Linked DNA regions of Zea mays: all the other regions are linked to region 3. A link is a contact called in public Hi-C data. All regions are on one chromosome and are shown on one strand. Each heading gives the region's core, a stretch centred on a gene start, on an enhancer-like site or on the middle of the called end of the contact. The rest is flanking DNA. Distances are from core to core; before and after follow the strand shown.

Region 1 (3,924 bases), core at 1,398-3,897, 210 kb after region 3:
ACAATGCGAGTGGTCGATTTCGATCATCAGATACTCGGATTATAACTATTTTATCCGTGATGTCATGCCACTCACATCCCCACGGATTCCATTTTATTAAAGCTAGCTCTAGCTCCTCCTTTCAGCTGTTTGTCATCTCGGCCAGGACCACCTTTAATTTTGTGCGTGCGTGCGTGCGGTCGACATACATATATTCTTCCGATCCAACCAGATGAAGTCGATCGAAATCACGCCCTCTCTTTTGCTGACACATATATATGTAGTTAATTAATCGTAATTAGGCACGCACGCGCACATGCATATCTGTCGTATCACACCAAAAAGAGGTCGGTGTGCATCATCATCGATCGCGTGCTTTTAATTTTATTGATTAGTTGCATCACATGCATATATGGAGATCTCGATCCATCCATTAATAGAGTGTTTGGTTTGAGGAATCAAACCATCCAAAATGAGGTGGTGCATTATGAGTTCATTCCTCAAATTTGGTGGAATGACTCAATTCCTCATATTAGTACTAACTAACTAACTATAAGGAATGAGGTGGTGATGTGGATCAACTCATTCTATTCCACAAACCAAACAAAAATAGTAAGGAGTGAGAAGATGATAGACTAGTTCATTCCTCAAACCAAACACCCCATAACCGTATCGTATCGTCATATTTCCTCCTTTATCTAAGCAAGGTAGCTCGATCGACCTAGTAGTGATCGTCAGCAAGAAATATTGCTTGCTTACTCATCATAACATTGATCCATGGGTTGTTAGTTACTTAGTCTTATATATACATGGCATCACATGTAGTACTTGCACGTTCGTTGGACGCCGCGAGCGCGAGGGTTTATCCAACTGACGATGTGGCACTTTTATTGTTATTATTATTCACTCTTCAGGCATCATATATACGTCGTAGACGCACTAACACACTTCAGGGCCGGCTTGCTTCTATTCCGGTGCATGATCAGATAGATATGCAGATAGATTACGCACGAGATCTCTCATAAAAAGAAAAAGGAGTACGTAGTGTTTGTTTCTTTCCAACGTGGGCACGCAGCAGATAACAATCATTTGGCGCACATTAACTTGGCCGTGATTTTCAAATGAAATTCTCTAGCAGCGCTGCTCTTTTGACCATTAATATTAGACGGTGGTGATGCGGCCGGCCGGCCATGCGGGTCCGTGTGCATCGTTCCTCACGGCAATAACTAGGAGTGGTGTGGTGTTCTGCGTTTTGTTTACAACACAGTTGCAGGGACTACGTACTGTAGCCGTGGCTTAATGGCATGTCCATTTAACATCCCATCTTTTGAGAGTTTGTGTCTCTATCTCAATTAAGCTTTCACACTTTATTTATTACTTACATGCTAGGCTAGTTATAGAACTTGAGCATATATTGCACATTAACTCTTATGCGACAGAGATAGCAACTCATCAAGCAGCAAACATGTAGATGGATGCATATATATAGATAGATTACTTTCTTAGGTAAAAATTAGAGGCCTTAGTTATTAATAAGTAGATTTTTAGGTTGCCTGATTCTCCTCCACCCCTTTCTCAGGTGTCATAGGTCCTTCAAGTGATTGCAGATAAGAACCTCAGACAGTCAGGCTGTCAAAGCATGTTATTATGTTTAGGGTGCAGGTGGACGTACTCACTTAACTGATGACGAGTAGGTGTTGCTTCTCCAACCAAAGACATGTCCACATATGTTTAGGGTGCAGGTGGACTAGTACGTATATATACATCCAATTCCAATCCGATCGTCGTATATAGCGCGCGCGCGTGGTTGCGTAGGCGTTACAAAATCGAGACGTATCATCGCTGCATTATATTGACCTAGGATTACAGTAAAGATTCTTCTATTTTTTTTTTTGAGTACATTCCACCTGATTGGATGCCTGAGCACGCCGAGCCACGCTCGCAGGAGCTTGGCCGACCGGGTACGCCAGATTCCGCCGTATGCGTAGATACACCTAAATAGTCTCAAAATGACTTATTTTGTATCTACTCATACAGGTCGGGTCTTCCTTATACAGTCAACCAAACACACGCTTATACAAAGTCAACGCATGTAGTGGCTCAGAACAAGACGATGCGAGCAACCAATCAAGCCAATTGTGGTGCTGATAGTACATCTCTACGTCTACAGGGATGCTTGCTTGTCATGCGTGAGTCGGTCAGTGTTGGCTCCACTTGCGCCCTAAACTACTGCTAGCCGTCGTCGTTGACCTTGACCTCGGGCTGCGATGCTGCGAGGTTAAAAGGTCATTTGCAGGGGGGGGAAAGAATTGAATCGCATCGTTTGCTTGTACTTATGCGTGTGTGGTAACATGAGTGAGACACTACCGGCCGTATCCGTCGTCGTCTAGCTCACATCGATCTCAACTAAACTGGATCTCTCAACTGTCGGTAAAGAGAGTGCAGATCGAGGTAGACAAGTAGCTCTTATAGCTAGTTGTTTCAAACAAATGCGAATCTGACATTTTGTTCCCACTGCCAAGCGCGTCTGTTGGTATTGGTAGAAGTAAACTTTGACCGAGTATCGTCATGCATGTGGCGAGTTGCATCGTCGTCATGCATATGCCGCGTTGCTGTGTCGATCGGTCGTCGTCGTCACCTCGCCGACGTCACGCTCTTGCACGGCGTTTCAGGCGAGTCCGACAACCGCGTGGAGGTGGAGGACTGAGGAGCGAAGCAACCAGAGCATCGGTCTCCGTGCCACAATAATTAAGCTCTCTTTGCATGTTCTTGCAAGCGCTTGGATCTCTCTCGCAGCAACTCATTAGCTCTACGCCTCTACCCCGTTCCATTCGGTCTAAGACACTCGGCAAAGGCTATTTTACACTCGGCAAAGGCTTTGCCGAGTGTAACACTCGGCTAAGATTTCATCGGCAAAGGGTTCTTTGCCGAGTACTTTTTTTCGACACTCGGCAAAGACTTTGCCGAGTGTCAAAAATCACTCGGCAAATTAAGAAACGAAAAAATTAAAAAAAACAGCAAAACATTTTTTAAATTATAGAAACAACTCTCCAACCCTACCCTATTACCTTACCCGTTCCCTATCATTTTTCACTATTATTTTAAATCAAACTTATATGTTTTGTAAATGGTGAGATTCGAACTCGCAACTTCTCTCTCGCGCATACCCTCCTATACCACTACACTACTACACCAATTATGTTTATATTACGATTTCCATTCCCCATGTACTATAACAAATCGAGAGTAATTTGATTATTTAAGGCACTAAATGAGTTCATTTGAAAATGTGACCAACTATAAAGTTGCATAACTTTTTGAGATCTAAAAGTTTTATTTTAATAGTTTCTACATCCGAGACCGTTTATAAAATTTGAATTTTAAATTTAAAAACTTCACACGAAATTTTCAATGATAAGATGATTTCAAATCAAAAAATTGTCAACTACAAAGTTTCATTACATTTCAAGACCTACAACTTTTATTTTGGTGGTTTTTCCATCCGAGACAGTTTGAAAAATTCAAATTTCAAAATTCAAACATAGTTTTGCATAACAAGATGATTTCAAACTAAAACATTGTCAACTACAAAGTTTCATAACTCTTCAATACCTACAACTTTCATGTTGGTGGTTTTTTCTTTCGAAGTCATTTTCAAAATTCAAATTTTAAATTTTTAAAATTCAGACGTAGTTTTCGTTGACAATATGACTTCAAATGAAAAAGTTGTCAACTATAAACTTCTATAACTTCTCAAGATCTACAAAGTTTATTTTGGTTGTTTGGTAATTTGTTTATCTCAGATGATGGTTCTAACAATATGCACAAATTCTATACGTCTCTCTCGTAGTTTCATAAACTACGAGAGAGATATAGATTTTATGAACAAATTTATTTTTATTTTGTCATATGAAGAAATGTTCAATATATAAATTGTACATCATG
Region 2 (4,429 bases), core at 38-2,537, 170 kb before region 3:
GACGATGAAAATGAAAGAAATATGTGAAGAAAGCTATCAAGGTCCAGTTCTTCGTTCACGTATTGTGTATGTATCATGGTGCACTGCACTGTAGTTAGGGGTGATAATGGATCGCGATCCAAATGCTTCCTCACAAAATAATAGTACCCTAAATAATTTTTAATTCAAAAATGAATAGAAATAAGTCTCGATTTTAATTCGATCCGATCATTAAATCTTATAGTATATAATTTAGAGCACAATGTAAGTGCAGTCCGAGAACTATGTTCTACTGCTACTAACAGAGAAAAAGGGCAGATCAAGAATCTTACCGCAGTCTGTGCTGCGCACGCGGCCGTCGGAGCACAGGCAGCCGATGAACTCTCCGACCTGGTTGTAGCTGCACTGCCCGCCGGAGTTCTCGCAGAAGTAGCAGGGCCCGGCGCTGGGGTCCCACGTCAGCTGGAAACCCAGCTTCAGCAGCTGCCCGTACCCGTCGCCGTTGAGACGCGAGAGGTAGTCCGCATCAGGGTTCAGGAGCTGGTCCTTGAGCACCGGCACGACGACCGGCTTCTTGCACGCCCGCGGCCACTCCCACTCGTCCACGCCCGGCCGCGCCACCACCACGAAAGACGTCGCCCCGCTCGGACTCCGGAAGCCGCTGCAACTGATCGGGGGCGGGACGTCCGCCCGCGGCGGAGGGGTCTCCGCTGTGAAGACGCAGTCGAACCAGAAGACGAGGTCCTCGTTGGCGGTGTCCGACAGGCTGAGCCACGTCCCCGGCGGCACGGTGACGTTGCGCGCCACCCTCGGGCAGTGGTCGTCCCCGCTCGCCGCGCCGGCCACCGTCACGGTGTGGTTGCTGTAGTCGATGGCCAGCACGGTGTAGTTGTCGGCCCCGAGCCTCAGTGTTGCGCGGCCGCCCTCGCAGGCCACCCCCATGCCGGGGTACCCGCAGTAGGACTTGGCGTACGCCGTGCCGCCTTCGACGGCGTAAGTGGCGTCGGCGGGGAAGAACGGGTAGCGCACGTCGACGGTGTCGCCGCAGCGGGAGGAGGACGCCCCGGCACGCGCCGGGGTTGTAGCGCGCGGCCTCGTCGGCGACTACGGGCGCGAGGGAGACGAGGAGGAGGAGGACGGCGGCGCCCGAGGCGAGGGGAGCCGGCACCGCCATGGCGAGGGGTACGGTGAGGTTAATTCGGCGAGAGTGCGTCCTTTACAGCTTTACTTGAGCCGCACGGCCGTCACGTACTCGCGTGGTCGAGTCGAGTACAGGACAAAACTCTCTCGTCGCGAGTCGCGACGATGGCGTTGCGTTGGTGCACGACTTTGATTTGACCTGCCCGTCGGCCGGTGGGGGGAGGCGCGGTTGGTGGCGAAGGAACACGTGGCGGGGTCTGATTTGTTGGGAGGAGCGGTTTGGTTTGGTCTTCGGTTGCTGGTGGCATCTGGCATGCATGGGCGCATGGCACGCCGCAGACCGGGCGATGGCCGATGGGTGACCTATGCAGTTTTTCTAGTATACTAGCGCGTGTGATTTGATACTATTTCTATATATCAGATTAGCGAGTTGTTCGTGTTTTTGGCTACGGTTTTTATATGTCATATAAATAATAGGTATTGAAATATTTATTTAAATATAATTATTATTTATTTTTAAACACTAAGTTATGTGTTTGGTGACTAAGTTACGTGTTTGGTGGTTAGCTCCAAATTTTTATATAATTATTGTTTATTTCTAAACAGTGGTTGAAAGAGTGCTGCGCGGGCACTCGGCCTGAAGCCCACAGGGCATGTGTCGGCTGAGGTGGGGCAGGTCTAGAGTGTCAGCATGGAGAGTGAAGTTATGGTAGTACCAAGTGCCCACATTAGATTCTTAATAAAGTAGCATATACAATAGGTATTAATATATTTATTCAAATATAATTATTATTTATTTCTAAACTAAGATATGTGTGGTTTGGTAGTTAGCCTTGAGTTGGAGTAGAGTGTGGGTTTGAGTGCTTGCTCTACACTATTTTTTAATATATAAATTATTTATTTCTAAACCCTGAGGGATGTGTGGTAATTGCGGGGTCAGGTTCGAGTGCTCACTCTACACTATTTTTGAAAGTAGCCTAGAGGGGGTGAATAGGCTAATCTGAAAATTTTCACAACAAACTTCGAAAGATTGTTAAATACACAGTTCGACTGGTGCAGGCTGGTTCAACAGCTACGTGCGCAAGTTGAACCACTCTGAACCAATCCAACTGTTTTATAAACTTTAGACTATAATCTACTCGAAAAAGTATTTCACGAGTCCTTTTGAGAAGTAAGGTATAACTAAGTTAGAATTGAAAGATGAATATATAAAGGCTATTTCACTTCTAAATATACTTTATGGAAAAATCTATATGTCAATCTTGCAAGTAAAAATATCTTAAGTTAAAGACAAGCAAGAACACAAGACACAAGATTTAATCCGTGGTTCGGCCACACCACAAAGGTGTCCTACTCCCCATTGAACAGCCCACAAAAGGCCGGGTCTTTTTCAACCCTAATCCTCCAAAAGCCGACCACAAAGGTCAAAGCAATCTCTTCTTATTTCAGCTCAAAGAGCGGGTGATACAAACTTCTTGGGGTCGTCCACAAATTTGGAGACTCCCAAGCAACCTCAAAAGATCTTGAAACCTAGTGTTTCAAGAACACCAAGAAAGCACAAGAGGGGTTTGCACAAGCTCAAGTCTTTTAAAAAGAGATGGGAGAGGAAAGCCAAATCATGAGCACAAGCACAAACCTCACACCCAAGAGCTTCTCCAACAAGGTTGAATCTTGAGGAAGATTTAAGTGTGAGAGAGATGGGAGAAAGGAGTGCTTTGTCTCAAATTAGGTGAGCAATAAATGTGTAAGTGTACAACCACATTGAAGAAAGGGGGAGAGGGTTCTATTTATAGTCACGGCTCAAAAACTAGCCGTTTAACCAGGAACCCCACAGAAAACCGGTTGGACCGCCCCCTAGGGCGGTTGAACCACCCCCCGACAAGTCAGGAGACTGTCTGCTAGTCTGACTGCCAGACTGACTGGCAGACTGACCTGCAGGCTGGTCAGACATGATAGGACCGGTTGAACCGCCCCATGACAACCCTGGTGACCTGACTGCTAGTCTGACTGGCAGACTGCAGGTCAGAAGTCAGAGGGGTCAGAGACCAGTTGAACTGCCCCCCAGGACCAGTTCAGCTGGTCTAGACTAGAGAGTTTAGGAGAGAAAACCCCAGCTCAGCTGCCCGGGGGCAAGTTCAGCTGGTGTATGGTCAAAGAGGTCCACAGCTGAAGTTGAAGTTCAGCTAGAGTTAAAAGCTCAACTCAGCTGAAGTCCAGCCCAGCTGAAAAGCTCAGCTGTAGCTGAAGAAGCTCAACTCAGCTGAAGTTAAGTTCAGCAGGGAAGCTCAGCTGCAGTTGAAGAAGTTCAGCTGCTTTTTAGCAAGAACACTCTAGGTTTCTCAAACCTAACCATGGTCAACCAAATAATGTTAAAGTGATTTTTGATTTCAAAAATAGCTTTTGAATTTGGGGACTTGAGCTATAGCAAACACCTTTACCTGTGCAGAAAAGAATAAGGAAGAATTACATCATGCAACACAAGATTTTACATAAAATTTTATTACGTCTGTTGCATGAAGTCCTTGGTGCTTCCTTAAGTTCATGTTTCTTTCTAATCATACATTGGGAACAAAAACAGTTAGTATCCTTATTTGTTTTGTCATTAAATCACCAAAACCCTCACTTGGGGTTGATTGCACTTACAATCTCCCCCTTTTTGGTGATTGATGCCAAAACAATTAAGGTCAAAAAGATAAACATTTGAAATAGAAAATTTCTTTTGAATGATTGTATGTAGATGGCTCCCCCTAAATGTGTGCACGAGTGTGAATCCAATGTTTTGACATAATATGTCATGTGAGCAACACATTTAGAGATAGTGACAAAGACCATACTAAATACAATCATCCGAGGGGTGCAAGAGTGTCATAACAAGAGTTGTGATGCATATGACTATCTCTAAACACACATCATTTTCACTTCATAGCAAAGTAATCATTACAAACTGATGGGACAAAAGATGATGGCCAGAAGACCATCATATCACATTGAATAATAACCCAGCAGTTTTATTTCATACAATAATAAGAGGATACAAGCCACAACAGTGGCCAAAACAAAAACAATAAATAAATGAGAAATACAGAATCCAAAAGAACCATAAACGTAATGACTAGAAATTGGATTTTCTCCCCCTTTTTGGCAGCAAGTACCAAAAACGAAGAGAGAGAGAGAAGAAGACACATGAATCAATATCCTTCCGGAGGAGGATAGGATGAAGGATATGATGTGTAGTCGGGGAAGAAAGTCCTCATCATGTCTTCCTTGAGTGAGGAGTCCTTAGGGGGCTCATCACCCACAGAAAAACCGG
Region 3 (4,515 bases), core at 1,873-4,372:
CCTGGAAGATGAACGGTCCGAGGGCCGGGCTCTGAATGCCCGGATCAGAGGTATTTTGCTGATGTCTTGTTTCGTTTTTCGGGTTCAGTCTTTTTTCCTTAGCCTCGGCTTTGACGCCTTCGTCCACTTTCTAGGTCTCGAGAAGGATCTGGAGGCTGTGGCCCAGACCTCTCTGACCCTGTGGTAGACCGTGGAACAGAAGGGGACTAAGTCGAGGGAGTTGTTCGAGGCAGTGGTGGACCTCTTCCGGGACCTCGACATGGTGGGCGTGTCTCCGAGCGGACCCCCGCGGCCTCGTATGTAAACCTTGGGTGGCTATGTATGGGGTGAGCTCCGCGGAGCCATCCACCTCGGGGTGAAGCAAGCCCTGGCCATGGTCGCCTCCCACTACGAGATTGATCTCGAGCGGGTTTGCGATGGATCTGTGCTCCCCAACGAACCCGAGGTAGCTGCTACCGAGGTGCGAAGGTTGAACGACGCAGTCGAGGGGCCAGGGACCGTGCTGCCTCGCCACTTCGAGGTCGAGGTGGAGCCTCCTCCCCCGTCGCCAACCGCTATCGTGCCCACTGCAGGACCTCGTTCGACAACATGAACATGGCCATCGCCCTGCGTGTCGGTGTTTAGTGTCTGACCGCACACTCGGGGGTACCCTCGCGGTGCTTTTGGGTAAGACGGTGTCGCTGATTGTAGCTCGATGGTTCGTGCCGGATGTACGAGAAAGAGAGTCGAGCGATTTTCTCTAGGTTTGGGCCACTTTGAGAGGCGTAATACCCTACTTCCTATGGTGGCTCTGTATGTGTGGTGTGTTTACAAGTGGTGTTTACCGAGTAGAGAGGTGCTAATGAGATGAAAATGATGGGGTTCCCCCTAGGCCTTATATACACCACCGTGGGACACTCCCTATACACACGCTGATCACACTCTTCCAGCTTATCTCCTAGTTAATAGCGAAGAGACTTTGCTTATCTTAAGGAAAACCCGGTGGCTTCGTTCCGATCTATCTCCCGCATTTGAGGGCGTCGGGCGTGGGAAAGGCAAACGGCTCCCTCGAGATTATGCCTAATCTGCGAACGACCCGAGCGCGAGCCCATCGCCTTCTTGAGTTGGCCCATTTCAACTGTAATCTTTGTCCAGCCCACGATGAGATGACCTTGTGGGGTGACTAGTTTGTGGCCCCACGCAAGGTTTTTCGCCTTTTAGTGGACCCAGGGGATATCTGTCCCCCACAAGCCCCTAATCTTTGAGTTGATTTTAAAATAATCGACTCAAAGGTTCCTGGTCCTGCCCATGGGTTTGTGGCATGACTTGATCATTTGTACCTCTGTTGGGTCATTGGGTGCACCAAAGGTGCACCCATTGGGTGTAGCCTCCGAGATTTGAGTGGATTTTAGAAGTAATCCATTCAAAGGTCTTCATCTTTATACTTTTGAAATCAACACTTGGCTTCAGGGCGTCGTGAATTTGTTAGGTGTACCGAAGGTGCACCCATTGGGTGTAGCCCCCAAGCTTTGAGTGGATTTTAGAAGTAATCCATTCAAAGGTCTTCATATTTATGCTTTTGAAATCAGCACTTGGCTTCAGGGTGTCGTGAATCTGTTGGGTGCACTGAAGGTGCACTCAATGAGTGTAGCCCCTGAGCTTTGAGTGGATTTGAGAAGTAATCCATTCAAATGTCTTCATCCTTCTGCTTTTCAAATCAGCATTTGGCTTCCAGGCATTGTGAATCAGTTGTGTAGTCCCGGGGCTTTGAGTGGATTTTAGAAGTATTCCATTCAAAGGTCTTCATACTTTTGCTTTTCAAATCAGCATTTGGCTTTCAGGCATTGTGAATCTGTTGGGTGCACCGAAGGCGCACCCAATAGGTGTAGCCCCCGAGCTTTGAGTTGATTCTGAAATAATCAATTCAAAGGTCTTCATCTTGTGTCGTTTTCAAAATAATTTTTAGAATAACGAGACGATGACGTTTGTTTATATCTTGTTAGGTCTGAAATCAATTTGATCGGTGACAAGTTGGACATCTGTCCGCTACCGCAAAAATATATTTGCGTTGTTCACCATTTAAGCTGCATTCATGCTAGTTGTATCTTATACTCCGCACCTTTTTTTGTCGCAGAAAGTTATTAAGACATGTTTAAACATTGACTATAACGTTTTACCAAAATTTTCAAGTTTTTTTAGATACATTTTTAATCTTGCCAGAGCTAAATATATTCTTTAGAGCTTCTAGGGAATATGGATACCAACATGAGATCTAAATATTTTATTTGGATTTTCTTGTCCTAATCTAACTCTGGAGTTTGCTTAAAAACTATAAACTTAGGAACATTTTTTACGTTTAAAAGTTTTACCAAGTATCTAACAGAGACACAGTTTTTATTTTGTTAATACAAATGATGAAACTGCCTTTAAAACCAATTCAAGTTAAGATAGAGACGTAATATAAAAAGTTTTAAAACTTTGGAGGTAATATATATCTATATATATATATAATTTTAAAATTTAGTAAGAAAAATTAGACCACGGATACTCACATAGAGGTAGAGCTAAAATAGACTTCCTTTCACTCCAGAACACGTATCAGCAAAAATAGGTCAGACCAACTCGTGGGCTGCAAATGATGTTCAGCACATGGGCCGTGGCCTCTGGGCTGCTTTGATAGGGTCGCCTTGATAGCCCTTTTGGCAAGAAACGAATAAAAAAAGAACTCGTTAAAGACGCTGACTGCGCGTCCAGCAAGCTCGAAGCCAGCGGCCAGCGTGGAACTTCACTTGTGAAATCGTTGGCAGGCCAGACTCCGCACGATTCATTGCTGGACGGCCCATGGATGGATGTAGAACAGCCCACTTGAACCCTGGACAGAAGACTCGGCCGAAAGTAGGTGTTGATCATGGGATTATTAGTACCTTATCGTGGAGCTGATAGACATAGGGTTACGGGACAAGTTATAAGAGAGGGGTTGGTGTCACCAGACTAAAACACGGAGCTGTGTGGTGAGCACAAAGCGAACTATTCTTTCGCCTTTTACTAAAGAATACTGTGTGCTCATCATAATTAGCAGCATACCTTAATTTTTTAAGGGTGTTCTCCTATTTAGGGAGGACCCCAACAAATTCAATGTAATTTAATTAATTTAAATTCTCAATTCTCATTCAAACAACCAGTCTCAATTCTAGTTCTTATATGGCCTCAAGCAACAATATTCTTTTATTTATCAATTCAATTCATCAGCCAGACAGGAGAAGGCAACTGAATCTTCAAAAAGGAGAAGGCAACTGTGTTGTCATCGCAGCATCAGGTGCCGAGTGTTCTCGCTTTGCTGCTGATCTGACTCTGCACAATGCAGCAATTCCCTGGATGAAGCTCATGCACCGCAATTCACGATGGTGATGATACATTTTCCACAGCTTGTCCTATGCACACAGGCGCCAACAGCAAGGTGGTTGTCTGGTATTTGCTAGTAAGCCCGCAGGAGTCTCCAAGGCACGGGCGTTGTCCTCTGCACACAGGCTGCCGTTAGCTGGTGGGAGCACCCAAACTGATCTCGGGACCTCCATTTATATTCTGTCCAATGAACCAACCAACCACCAAGGCAACTGAGTTAACAAGGAAGCAATTTTCGAAAAGAAAATGAAGGGAAATGCGAGCTGGGTATTTTGGTCGCTTTCTAGGAATGCCCCACAGCAACAGCATGGATACTGTAGAGCTGCGACTGTGATGTATTTTGTATGTGCTTTTCTAGTGAGGGGGGCTCCTCTGAATTTTGCCATGCATTCCCAGGCTTGGAACTTCAACGCCAACGCTTGTCGTTTATGTTGTTGCCGTCCTACTATATAACCAAGCTTCTAAGAGATCTTTCAAGGACATGGAGAGTAAAATGGAGCAGAACTCGGGAGAGATCAGGTCGGGAGAGGCCATGAGCATTTTTGGCCAGAGCATCGATGTGAGGAGGCCGGGGAGGAGCAGGAGAAGAGCCGCCAACAAGGTACCATCTGAATTCTCAACTCTGAAAATGAAAATGATGTGCTGCGCTTGACACCGACCGTGGCGCATGCATGCAGAAATTCTCACCCGCGACTGCGAGCGAATCACAATCACCCACCCTGGAGCGGCTGCTGGACCAGCGCAGGGCCGTCGTCACGGAGCGGGAGCGCGGCCGTGCCGAGTCCGAGCTGTCAAGGGCGACTGGCATGGCCCAGGAACTGGAGCGGCAGGTCGAGCAGGCCAACGCCGCCACGGCGAGGGCTTCTCACAGGCCGGAGCTCCAAAGAACACGTGCCAGCGGCAGCAGGAGGAAGAAGACGGGGTTGGTGGTGGACGCCGCCGACCATCCTCGGGATCAGAGCAGCACGCTGCTCGTCGAGGTGATGCAGGAGCTGGACCGCGTCAAGAGGGAGCTCCGGCAGCTGCAGCGCGAGGTGAAGTCCGCGAGGGAGGCCGAGGCCGAGGCCGAGGGAGTCGCGGAGACGCCGACGCCCAGAGCGACGAGCCCCGGTCCGCCTCCCCTCGACGGTGCGG

What was found. Hi-C and Micro-C count contacts between places; a contact is called where the count stands out from the background.
Region 1: a contact with region 3 is called in a Hi-C map of tassel, with 5 times the contacts expected there. The contact joins the enhancer-like site here to the promoter of LOC103636980 in region 3. A contact is called at or near these places in 3 of 25 Hi-C or Micro-C datasets (ear, leaf and tassel).
Region 2: a Hi-C map of root tip shows a contact between it and region 3, with 4 times the contacts expected there. The contact joins the promoter of LOC103635294 here to the promoter of LOC103636980 in region 3. A contact is called at or near these places in 3 of 25 Hi-C or Micro-C datasets (ear, root tip and tassel).

Annotation. Positions count from the first base shown.
Region 1 is chr8:65,940,869-65,944,792 of Zm-B73-REFERENCE-NAM-5.0, reverse strand. No RefSeq gene overlaps it. Among protein-coding and RNA genes, the nearest start is that of TRNAF-GAA, 5.9 kb to the right of the region's middle. Within about 2 kb of position 2,647, at least 11 of the 20 cell types and tissues checked have an H3K27ac peak or open chromatin away from gene starts, as enhancers often do. A contact at or near this core is called in ear, leaf and tassel, where this site is marked.
Region 2 is chr8:66,319,168-66,323,596 of Zm-B73-REFERENCE-NAM-5.0, reverse strand. LOC103635294 (LEAF RUST 10 DISEASE-RESISTANCE LOCUS RECEPTOR-LIKE PROTEIN KINASE-like 1.2) reads right to left here and starts at 1,287. Exons shown (of 5, transcript XM_008657785.4): 1 at 312-1,287. The coding sequence starts at 921.
Region 3 is chr8:66,147,826-66,152,340 of Zm-B73-REFERENCE-NAM-5.0, reverse strand. LOC103636980 (Protein PLASTID MOVEMENT IMPAIRED 2) reads left to right here and starts at 3,122. Exons shown (of 2, transcript XM_008659273.4): 1 at 3,122-3,982; 2 at 4,059-4,515. The coding sequence starts at 3,863. LOC111590087 (U5 spliceosomal RNA) reads left to right here and starts at 2,982; the gene lies at 2,982-3,101.